Regions from separate parts of the Pan troglodytes genome. Here region 1 is linked to region 2. Evidence: chromatin contacts called from public Hi-C data. All regions are on one chromosome and are shown on one strand. The core of a region is the stretch at or near the end of the contact, and the rest is flanking DNA. Distances in the headings are between cores, read along the strand shown. Region 1 has its middle 1.4 Mb from the start of TMEFF2. Region 2 has its middle 740 kb from the start of TMEFF2.

Region 1 (5,932 bases), core at 598-3,097, 630 kb before region 2:
TCCTATCAAACTACCAAGGTGATTCTTCAGAGAATTATGTAAAACAATCCTAAATGGGGTTTCACCATGTTAGCCAGGATGGTCTCAATCTCCTGACCTCGTGATCCGCCCACCTTGGCCTCCCAAAGTGCTGGTATTACTGGCATAGCCACCACACCTGGCTGCCACACTCTTAAACAACTAAATCTCACAAGAACGCACTATCATGAGAACAGTACCAAGTGGGTGGTGCTAAACCATTTATGAGAACCCACCCCTATGATCAAATCACCTCCCACCAGGCCCCCGCTCTGACACTGAGGATTACAATTCTACATGAGATTTGGTGGGGGCACAGATCCAAACCATATCAGGTGGGTTTTTTTGTATGCAGCTTATGTTTAGAAAGTTTTTATATTTTTATCCATTCTGCCAACTGACATATTTTAAGTGGAGCATATAGCCCTTTACCTTTAAAGTTAATATTGATATGAGAGGTTTTCTTCTTGCCATAATGTTAATTATTACATATTTGCTTTGCAGTCTCAATTGTGTAATTACTTTATGTGACCTGCACGTTTTTATGATGACAAGTATACCCCTTCCATTTCCATTTTTAACTCGTTTGAGCATTTCTTTTAGGACTGATCTAGTGGTGACAAATTCCCTTGGTGTTTTCTTGACTCGGAGCAACTTTATTTTTCCTTCACTTAGGAAACTTAGTTTAGCAAGATACAAAATTCTTGGCTTGCACTTTTTCTTCTTTAAAAAGACTGTAAATGGGACCCTAATGTCTTCTCATTTGTAATGTTTCTGCTGATATGTCTGCTGTTAGTCTGATGGTATTTCCTTCATAGGTGATTAGATGTTTCTCTCTTGCCCATTTTAGAATTTTTTTCTATCTTGTTGACTTTGTATAATCTGATGACTATATTCCTTGATGAGTTCCTTCTTGCAATGTATCTCCCAAGAATTCTTTAAATATATTGTATCTGGATGTCTAGAACTTTAACAAGATCAGAAAAGTTTTTCTCAATTATTCCCTAGAATATATTTTCCACATGTTTTATTTTACAATTTTTTTGTTCTCTCTGGAATAGTTACTACTTATAGTTTTGAAGGCTTTACATAATCCAATATTTATCAAAAGCTTTTTTAAAAATATCTTTTGAATTTTTGTTCAAATAGGTTAATTTGAAAGACCTGCCATCTAGTTCTAAAATCTTTTATTTTGCTTATACTAGCCTATTGTTAAAGCTTACAGCTATATTTTGTAATTCTGTCAACACATCTTTTTTCAGAAGTTTTATAAAACCATATATCTCTCTTCTTTCATATTCTGAATTGTTTTATGATTTATTTGTATTGGCTTTCAATTTTCTTTTGGGTCTCATTAAATTTCTTTAAAATCAACATTTTGAATTCTTTATTTGGTATTTCAAAGATTTCATTTTAATTAGGATCCATTGCTGGGCAGTTAGTGTTTTAACACTCTGTGTTTTCATTCTTCCAGGATTATCTCTCTGGTTCCTTCTTATCTGATTAGCTATCTCCTCTTCTCATTTTTGGATTTGCTTTCATTTGAGTAAGATTTTCCCCCTTGAGGGTGTGTCTATAATATGCGTTGTGTAGAGTTTTTTGGCTTTGGTTCCAGGTGCTTTAGTGGCAAAGCCTATGTAAGTTTCTTGGTTATAGATATCTTTTGTATGGTGACTTTCTTAAATGCTAGTTGTAGTAGCAATTTGCTGGACATGTGAGTGTGCTCACTGCCTCCTGTGGAGTCAGAATGGGGAGGTCTCAGGAAGCTTATCTCATTCCCTAGTGCTGTGCACTGGTGTCAGATTTTTTGTTTGGTTGTGCAGCTTGATGTCTACACCAGTAGGTGGCAATATGGGTTGGATCTGGCTGCAGCCAACACATTTCTCCCTATGCATGATCTTTGTTAACCTTGAGAAGCTCACTGTTGCCTCAGCCAATGGTGTGTCCTGTGAAATGGATAGTAGTCTCAGTTCCCAGCTTAGCCCTGGAGTGGGGAACCAAGCTGAATGGGGCTATGCCAAGCAGGCTCGCCTACATGTCACCCAATGGCAGGTGCAAACACCAGCTCCAAGGGGTGGGTATCTGATGGGCAGCTGCCAAGTGCCCAGACAAGTGCCAAGGTGTAGAGTGGAGATAACTCCACTGTCCGAAGTTGGCTCTCCAGGAAGGGAGGGGCAGCCTGAATTCATAATCTAGAAGAGTGAGTGTTCCAAATGCCCAGATATATGTCTGGGCATGGAGCAGAGGGGGTTCCAATGTATCCAGATCTCCAGATGAAAAGGGAGAGTCAGCCCAGGCTTTTCCTCCAGGCAAGTGAGTACATTAAATGCTTGGAAGTACGCCTGGGTGTGGAGCAGAGATGGTACTGCAGCACCAAAATCTATGCACAGAAAGGGAGGCGAGACTCAGATTCTAATCCAAGCAAGCAGCTGTGCTGAATGCCTGGAATTATACCTGAGTGTGGATGGAAGAGGGCGCCACTGTACCAAGATTTCCGACCTGGAGAGAGGGATGACACAGGCTTCTAATCCAGTCAAGATAGTGGACTGAATGGTTGGAATTATGCCGGGGCATAGAGCAGACAGGGTGCCACTGCACTAAGATCTCTTCGCAGGAAGGAAAGGGCAATTCAGTCACCTAATCCAGGTGAGCAGGTATGCCAGTTGCCTGGAAATATGTCACCCGGCAAGAAGTAGAGTAGCTGCTGCAGAGCAGAGGAACTGCTGCTACAACTAGGTCTTTGCAGGGGAAGGGAAGGGCAGCTCAGGCCCCCATTTCAGGGAAGCAAGTGCTCTGAATGCCTGGAAATGTGCCCAGGCATCGAGCAGCGGGGGTGACACTAGATTAAGTTATTTGCAAGGGAATAAAGATGTGGCTCACGCTCCCAATCTGGGTGAGCACAAATGAGATCCACCTCCCTCCCACTCCTCAGTATTGGTGGTGAACACTCTTCTGACTAACTAGGATAACAGGCTGGGGCATCCAGCAATGACATATGCAGATGGTCCCTAGGCCACAAAGCTGTTTCTCCTGGCCACAAATCACCCTGCCCAAGATAAACCATGGCTTCAGCAACTGTCCTCCCACTCCAGTCCAGTGACAGGAGATAGCACAATTTTAGCACTTACTCTGGGGGTGCACTGCAACAGCCACTCAGTTCTGGCTGTGGGGGGCTCTTCCCCCACTACAGAACAAGCACTCCAATTTCTGGGCAGAGATTAAAATATCTACGGTGGCCACTACAGCTGGGTTGTCAAACACTGACTGACTTTGTCATGAGCCTGAATTGAAAATGGCATCCTTCCTTCAGTCCCACATCTGTGAAAAATGCCTGCAGATTTTCTTGGGAGTGTTTTCCCTCCATTGTCTCCTGGCTTCTCCCCAGGTTCGCTCCAGGTCTTGGGAGAAACAAGGTGCTCACTAATAATTTGGTTTTCAAAGAATATATAATAAAATGAAAATATTAAGTTTAAAAGGCCAATAACACATATAATACTACATGTAAAGTGTAATTTTTACTTGCTTACATGATATATATATATTTGTATATATGTATATATATACCTTTATATTATATATGCATGTAATAATTACATTAGAGAAATAAACAGTTTACACACTCTTTTAAAATATATATAGATTTTGGCTTTGTACTTTTCCATATCTTCCAAATTTTACTTATATGACTTTTACAATTAAAAAAGCATTTTATAAATTTGAACAAAGAGAAGATCATGAGAAACAACAGGGAAAAACAAGTCTCTCAGTGTTTTTGGATATATTTGTATATGTCAAATTCCAAGCAAAGTGACATGAAAGGTGTATATTTAATGTCTTCTACACCACATTTTTCATCAACATTTTAAATAATATTTCCCATGAAAATACTTCTCAAGTCATGTAATGAAAGCCCTTCAAAAATTTCACTGGGAATAAAACAAGTGCATATATATTTCAGAAATATGAAAACTTGGAACAAGCAGACATTTTACCAGAAGGCAGAGGATAGGTGGTACATTCAGTTTGTGACCACAGAGTTAGGGTCACAGTTGGCAAGGAAGTGAAATAAATGCTACTAGATATCAGAAGCTGACAGGGGAGGTGTTATAAATCCACAGTAGAGTAGTAGAGAGAAGGAAAATTAAGACAGCAATGGCAACAACCAATTTAATGGGAGATGAAAAAATAGAGAATGCCTAGATGCATCTGATCTTTTTCTAGAAATTATATTTTTATGACAATGTGATGCCCTTTTCGAAGAAACATCTTATGGCTTCCATTTTTTTTTACCCAGAGAATTCTTACACAAGGTAAACATGATGCCGATAGAGGCATAGTGTCTATGTGTCTAATGCTACCAAGTCTTAGAATTAGGTGAAGGAGCATGACTCTCATTGTGTCTCATGTCTGGCCTTCATTCACCAGTTTTATAGTTGATTTTCTTGTTTGTTTGTTTTTCTGCTATATAGACAGAACAGGACTTAATGGGTTGTTCATCGCTTTTGGTTTTTAAAACCCACAATTTCAATTAGTTATGACAAAAACATCCCTGCTGATCACATCACTCTCATTACTTACCTTACCCTTAATGACAACCGTCCTTTGCGGTTGACATGTTGCTACCTGGCTTTTGTCACACTAGAGTGTCAACACCAGCAAGAAAATTAATAATTTCACTTCAAAGGCAGCATATTCCACTGTCATTCTCAAACTGCAGAGAGAAAAACACTATAGCATTTTTCAAATATGCTGAATCTCTCTTCAAAAGATTTTTTTTTCCAAAATACCTTGGATAAATAAACCATGTTCTATGTCTTCTTCTGGAATGCATTTAGATAGTAACTGAGCAGGTCTAAAGAACCTGTTTAATTTTACACCATTGTCATAAATATTTAGATTATTTTGCTATATCAAACTGAAGGATTTCTGAGATCTTAACTTCATTTACCATAGGCATTATTGAATGAAGGTTATAGGCACACTAATCAAAACATAAATCTAAAAAAAACCCAGTTACACCATTTATAGCTGCTTGAACTAGCATATTGACTGAAAAAAAAAATCTCTCTTCAGTTCATTTATATCAATATATTTAGTATAATCTAAAATTACCTCCCTGTATTTATCTAACACAAACTGTATAGGGTTTCATAGACATTTCTCGGAGTCTTATTGCTTTAAATTAGCAGTGTTGAATTTCTTTACTTTATGATCTTTGTTTTTGAAGTTATTGATGCAGTGGAGCTGTGGAAATCTGGCGCTAAGCATTGATCTAGAAGCTCTGGAGGAGGAAAGAAGAGAGTCATCAGGAGAAATGGCATTCCTTTGAATGGGAACCCTTCAGGAGTGTATTTTGCTTTTTCTTTTTCCTTTCCCTTGACCCTCACACAATGACAACTACCCTTGAGTATAAATATAAACTAAGGTGGAAATGAAGTGGAGGTAATTCAAATTGATAAGATCAGGGCTCTTCACATCTATTCAAGATATTTTTATAGTTGTGGTCCTGGAAACTCCATAGTGGAATTGTGAAAATGACCTTCTCTGATTTTTTTAATTAAATTGCTTCATATAGGTATGATTAACATTTAAAAGCGTACATATTTAATGTATATAACTTGATTAGTTTGCAGATAATATATGCCCATGAAACCATCACAATCAATGCCATAAACATATCCATTGCCTGCAAAAGTTACTCTTTTTTTGTGATAAGAACATAGCATCAGATCTGTCCTCTCAGAAATTTTTAGGTATAGAATTCAGGATTGTAAACTATAGGCACTATGCAGTACATTAGAGCTTTAGAATCTGTTCGTCTTGCATAACCGAAACTATGTAGCATTTGACCAGTACTTTCCATTCTGACACTCCCCCGCTATCCCCTGGCAACCACCATTCCACTCTGTTTCTG
Region 2 (5,888 bases), core at 323-2,822:
ATTTGATAATCATGTGATATTCAACAAACTAAGCATAGAAAGGAAACTCTTAAATAAAATCAGAGACATCCACAAAAGCCCGCAGTTAACATACTAATAATAAAAGATAGGATTCTTCCTCCCTTAAGATCAGGAATGAGATAAGAATGTTTACTCCTACCACTTACATTTATATCATATTAGAGGATTTAGTCTGGGCATTTAGTTAACAAAATGAAATAAAAGGCATTCAGATTGGAAAAGAAGGAGTAAAAATGACACTATTCTCAGATGACATGATTCTTTTTTTTTTTTTTTTGGCATGGCATTTTATATAAGAGACAAACCTATTACAAATAAACTTTAAACAAGATATTCAACAACACTGATGACCACAAAATGAAAAGACTGCAATGACATATCATTTATATCTCACTGAACATGCAAAAATTAAAACTTCAGAGAGAAATGGTAGGAATTAAATAGATCCGCAACTTATACATTGCGTCTGTTGTATTTGGTACAGACATGATTCTTATACAAAACATCTTAAAGAGAAGGAAGCAGAACAAGAAGTCTACATAGAAGCCTTCAAGGATTCTTCTCTCCGCAGGAACACCAAATCTAAAAACCATGTACAATAAAAAAGGCATCTTCATAAGAACCAAACAACAGGTGTGAGACCACAATACCTAGTTTTAACTTTATATCAGTGAAAGAGTCACTGAAGAAGGTAGAAAAGACAGTGTTGATTTCCTGACACCACCCCTTTCCCATACACTGTTAGCAGCTATATGGCATGGAGAAAGAATCTGTGCACTTGGAGAAGGGAGAGTGCAGTGACTGAGGGACTTTGCATTGAAATTCAGTGCCACCAACACCCAGCAGGATTTATCACCTACTGACTAAAGTGCCTTTGGGCCCTGAATAATCAGCATAGGTAACCAGGTAGCTCATGCTCTTGACCTTGATTGAGACCCTGAGACATACTGGCTATAGCTGTGTCCCAGCATATTCACAAATGTGGTGGTTATGGAGAGAGATCACTTCTGCTTGAGAAAAGGAGAAAAAAGAATAGAGGAGACTTTGTCTTGCAGCTTAGCTACCAGCTCAGCCACAGTGGATAAGAGCACACAAAGCTGGCTCTTGGGGTACCTCATTCCAGGACTTCATCTTGGATGGCACGCCTGAACCTGCCCTTGGCCAGAGGGAAGCCCACTGCCCTGAAAGGAAAGTCTCAAGCCTGAAAGCATTCACCACAAGCTGACTAAAAGCACTTGGGTCTTTCATCAGCAGTAGCTAGGCAGTACTCCCTGTGTGCTTTTGGTAGTGGTGGACATGGGGAGTGGCTCTTCTGACTTGGAAAAAGAGAAGAAATGAGAGCAAGGATTTTTATTTTGTGGTTTCAGTGCCAGTTTAGCTGCTGTAGAATAGAGCACCCTGTGCCCCCATGACCCAGGGGATCTTGCCACCCTGAAGGGAAAGACCCAAGTTAGGCTACCTGCTGATTGTAGAGCTTAGGGCCTTGAGTAAACATAGGTGGTAGCAAGGTCATGGTTACAGTGGGCCTTGGGTAAGACCAGTGCAGTGCTGGATTCATGTCTGACCCAGCACAGTCCCAGTGGTAGTGAGTTGGAGTGCTTGTGTCACCCCTACCCCAGCACCAGGTAACTCAACAAAGAGAGAGAAAGAGAGAGAGAGAGAGCAAGCATTTGTTTGGAAGAAATTAAGGGAAGAGAACAAGAATCTCTGCCTGGTAATCTAGAAAATTCTTCCAGATGTTATTCGAGACCATCAAGGTGATATCTTTATGGTGCTGCAAGAACTACAACATTACTAAGCTTAAGGCGCCCCCTAATGCAGATATGTTTGCAGTGACTAAAAACTTGGGATGCAACACCTAAATCCCTTTGAATATCTCGAAAGCCTTCCAAAGAAGGAAAGGTATGAACAAGCCTAGACTGTGAAGACTACAATAAATAGCTAACTCTTGAATGCAATGTCCAGACACTGAGAAATCCATAGACATCAAGACCATCCAATGACCTCACCAAATGAACTAAATAAGACACAACGAGCCAATCCCAGAGACTCAGGTATATGTGACATATCAGGCAGAGAACTCAAAATGGCTGTTTTGAGAAAACTCAAATAAATTTGGAATCCTATCAGATAAGTTTAACAAATGAGACTGAAATGATTAAAGAGATTCTAGTAGAAATTCTGGAGTTGAAAAATGCAATTAACATACCAAAGAATGCATCAGAGTCTCTCAATAACAGAATTGATCAAGCAGAAGAAAGAATTAGGGAGCTTGAAGGTAGGTTATATGAAAATACACAGTCAGAGGAGAAAAAAGAAAAAAGAATTAAAAAGAAAGACGCACATCTTCAAGATCTAGAAAATAGCCTTAAAGGGCAAATCTAAGAGTTACTGGCCTTACAAAAGGAATAGAGAGAGAGATAGGGGTAGAAAGCTTATTCAAAGGGATAATAACAGAGAACTTCCCAAACCTAGAGAAATATATCAATATCCAAGTACAAGAAGGCTATAAAACACCAAGCAGATTTAACCTAGGTAAGACTACCTCAAGTCATTTAATAATCAAACTCCCAAAGGCCAAGGATAAAAAAGTACTTAAAATAAATAACATACAACAGTTCCAATACGTCTGGCAGCAGAATTTTCAGTGGCAACCTTACAGGCCATGTGAAAGAGGCATGAGATATTTAAAGTGCTGAAAGAAAAAACTTATTGTAGAATAAACCAAGAATATCTTTCTAACATGAAGGAAAAATAAAGACTTTCCCAGGTGAACACAAGGTGAGGAATTTTATCAACACCAAATCTATACTACAAGAAATGCTAAAGGGAGTTTTTCAATCTAAAAGAAAGTGTTGTTAATGAGCAAAAACAAATCAACTGAAGGTGTAAAACTCACTGATAATAGTAGATACACAAAAACATAGAATATTATAACACTATAATTGTGGCATGCAAATTACTTGTATCTTAAGTAGAAAAAATGAAAAGATAAACCAATAAAAAATAATAACTACAACAACTTTTCAAGACATGGACATTACATAAAGATAGAAAGACAAACAAAAAAGTTAAAAGGTAGAGGAATAAAGGTAAACTATAGAATCTTTTATTAATTTTCCTTCTGCTTATTTTGTTTATTATGCTATCAGTGTTGTCGTCAGTTCAAAATAAGATATGAGATATTATCTGCAAGCCTTTTATTAGACTTAAATCTAAAAAGATACAATAGATAAACAAGAATTAAAGACAAAAAATTAAACATATCACTAGAGAAAATTATCTTTACTAACAAGAGAACAGGAACAGAAGACCACAAAATAACTAGAAAGAAATGACAAAATGTTAGGAATAATTTTTTATGTATTAATAATAATATTGAATGTAAATGAATTAAACTCTCCAGTCAAAAGACACAGAGGGGACAAATGAATTTAAAAAAAAAAGTCTCACAATCTCTTGCCTACAAGAAACACACTTAACTTATAAAGACATACATAAACTGAAAATAGAGGGATGGAAAAAATATTCCTTGCAAATGGAAATCAAAAAAGAGCAGAAGTAGCTATATTCATATCAGACAAAATAGATTTCAAAACAACAGCTATACAAAGAGATAAAGAAGGGCATTATATAATGACAAAGGGGTAAAATCAGCAAGAGGATATAACAATCATAAACATGTATGCATACAACACTGCAGCACCCAGATATACAAAACCAATTTTATTAGAGTAAAAATGAGAGAGAAAGACTCCCCTAAAATAAGAGCTGAAGACTTCAACACCTCACTTTCATCTTTGGACAGATATTTAGACAGAAAATCAACAAAGAAACATCAGACTTTATCTACACTACAATACAAATGGACGTAATAGATATTTATAGTACATTTCATTCTACGGATGCTGAATACACATTCTGAAACCCTTTAACATCAGGAATGCAACAAGGATGCCTACTTTCACCACTGTTATTCAACATAGTACTGGAAGTCTTAGCTAAAGCAATCATACAAGAGAAAGAAAGAAATAAGGGAGATTATTCTTGCTTTCAGATGATACGCTCTTAGTTTTGGAAAAATCTTGACTCCACCAAAAAATATTAGAACTGACAAATTAAAAGTTGCCGAATACAAATCAGCATACAAAAAACAGTAGCATTTTTGTCTAACAGTGAACAATCTGAAAAAGAAATAAAAAATGAATTCCATTTATAATAGCTACAAATAAAACAAAATAATTAGTAGTTAATGTAGCCAAAGTAGTGAAAGATCTCTACAATAAAGCTATACAATATTAGTGAAAGAATATGAAGAGAAAAAAAAGCAAGATATACCATGTTCATGTATTGGAAGAATCAATATTGTTAAAATGTCTGTACTACTCAAAGCAGTCTACAGTTGCAATGAAGTTTCTATCAAAATACCAATGACATTCTTCTCAGAAATAGAAAAGCAATCCTAAAATTTAAATGGAACTACAGAAGACCCAGAATAACCAAAGCTGTCCTGGAAACAAAGCACAAAACTGGAAGAATCACTTTACCTGCCTTCAAATTGTACTACAGAGCTATGGTAATTCAAAGAGCATGGTACTAGCATAAAGACAGACACATAGACAAATGGAACAGAATAAAAACACAGAAATGAATGCAGATATCTACAGTGAACACATTTTTGACAAAGGTGGCAAGAACATACACATTGGGGAAACAGTCTCATCAATAAATTGTGCTGGGAAACATAAATATCCTCAAGCAGAAGAAAGAAGCTAAAACTTTTCTCACTATATACAAGAATCAAATCAAAATGAATTAAAGATATAATTATAAGACTTCAGACTATGAAACTACTAAAAGAAAACATTGCTGAAACTCTCCAGGATGTTGGACTGGACAAAGATTTTTGAGCAATACCCTACAAATGGGCAACCAAAGCAAAAATGGACACATGAGATCACATCAAGTTAAGAAGCTTCTGCACAAAAAAGAAACAATCAACAAAGTAAAGAGACAAACCACACAACGGAAGAAGTTATTTGCAAACTACACATCTGACAAGAGATTAATAGCCAGAATATTTAAGGAGCTCAAAAAACTTCATAGAAAAAAAAAAAACCTCTGATGATCCAACTTAAAAATATGGGCATTTTTTAAAAGAAGACATACAAATGGCAAGCAGATATATGAAAAGGTGTTCAACATCCTTGATCATCAAAGAATGCAAATCAAAACTACAATGAGATGTCACCTCATTCCAATTAAAATGGCTTATATCAAAGGACAGGTAATAATAAATGCTGCCAAGATACAGAGAAAAGGGAAACCTAGTACATTGTTGGTTGGAACGCAAATTAGTACAACCACTGGTTTGGAGGTTCCTCAAATTCTAAAAATAAAGCTACCATATGATCCAGCAATCCCACTGCTAAGTATACACCCAAAAGAAAGAAATTCAATATATCAAAGAGATATCTGCTCTCCCATATTTATTATAACACTATTTACAATAGCCAAGATTTGGAAGCAATCTAAATGTTCACCAACAGACTAATGGATAAAGAAAACATGATATACACAATGGGGTATTATTCAGCCATAAAAAAATGATGTCCTGTGGTTTGCCACAACATGGTTGGAACTGGAGGTTCTTATATTAAGTGAAGTAAATAGGCACAGAAAGAGACCTTTCACATGTTTTCACTGATTTGTGGGTGCTAAAATAAAAACAACTGAACTCACAGAGATTTAGAGTATAATGATGGTTATCAGAAGCAAGCAAGGGTAATGGGAGGTGGAGTGTGGATGGTTAATGGATCCAAAAATAATAGAATGAATAAGATCTACTAATTGATAGCAGAACAGGG

The links. A called contact is a pair of places that touch in the nucleus more often than the background predicts.
Region 1: a Hi-C map of induced pluripotent stem cells shows a contact between it and region 2, with 2.5 times the contacts expected there. The contact joins two enhancer-like sites. A contact is called at or near these places in 2 of 7 Hi-C or Micro-C datasets (both in induced pluripotent stem cells).

The regions. Positions count from the first base shown.
Region 1 is chr13:95,616,911-95,622,842 of NHGRI_mPanTro3-v2.0_pri, reverse strand. No RefSeq gene overlaps it. Among named protein-coding and RNA genes, the nearest start is that of TMEFF2, 1.4 Mb to the right of the region's middle. Within about 2 kb of position 1,847, at least 1 of the 24 cell types and tissues checked has an H3K27ac peak or open chromatin away from gene starts, as enhancers often do. A contact at or near this core is called in induced pluripotent stem cells, where this site is marked.
Region 2 is chr13:94,987,250-94,993,137 of NHGRI_mPanTro3-v2.0_pri, reverse strand. No RefSeq gene overlaps it. Among named protein-coding and RNA genes, the nearest start is that of TMEFF2, 740 kb to the right of the region's middle. Within about 2 kb of position 1,572, at least 1 of the 24 cell types and tissues checked has an H3K27ac peak or open chromatin away from gene starts, as enhancers often do. A contact at or near this core is called in induced pluripotent stem cells, where this site is marked.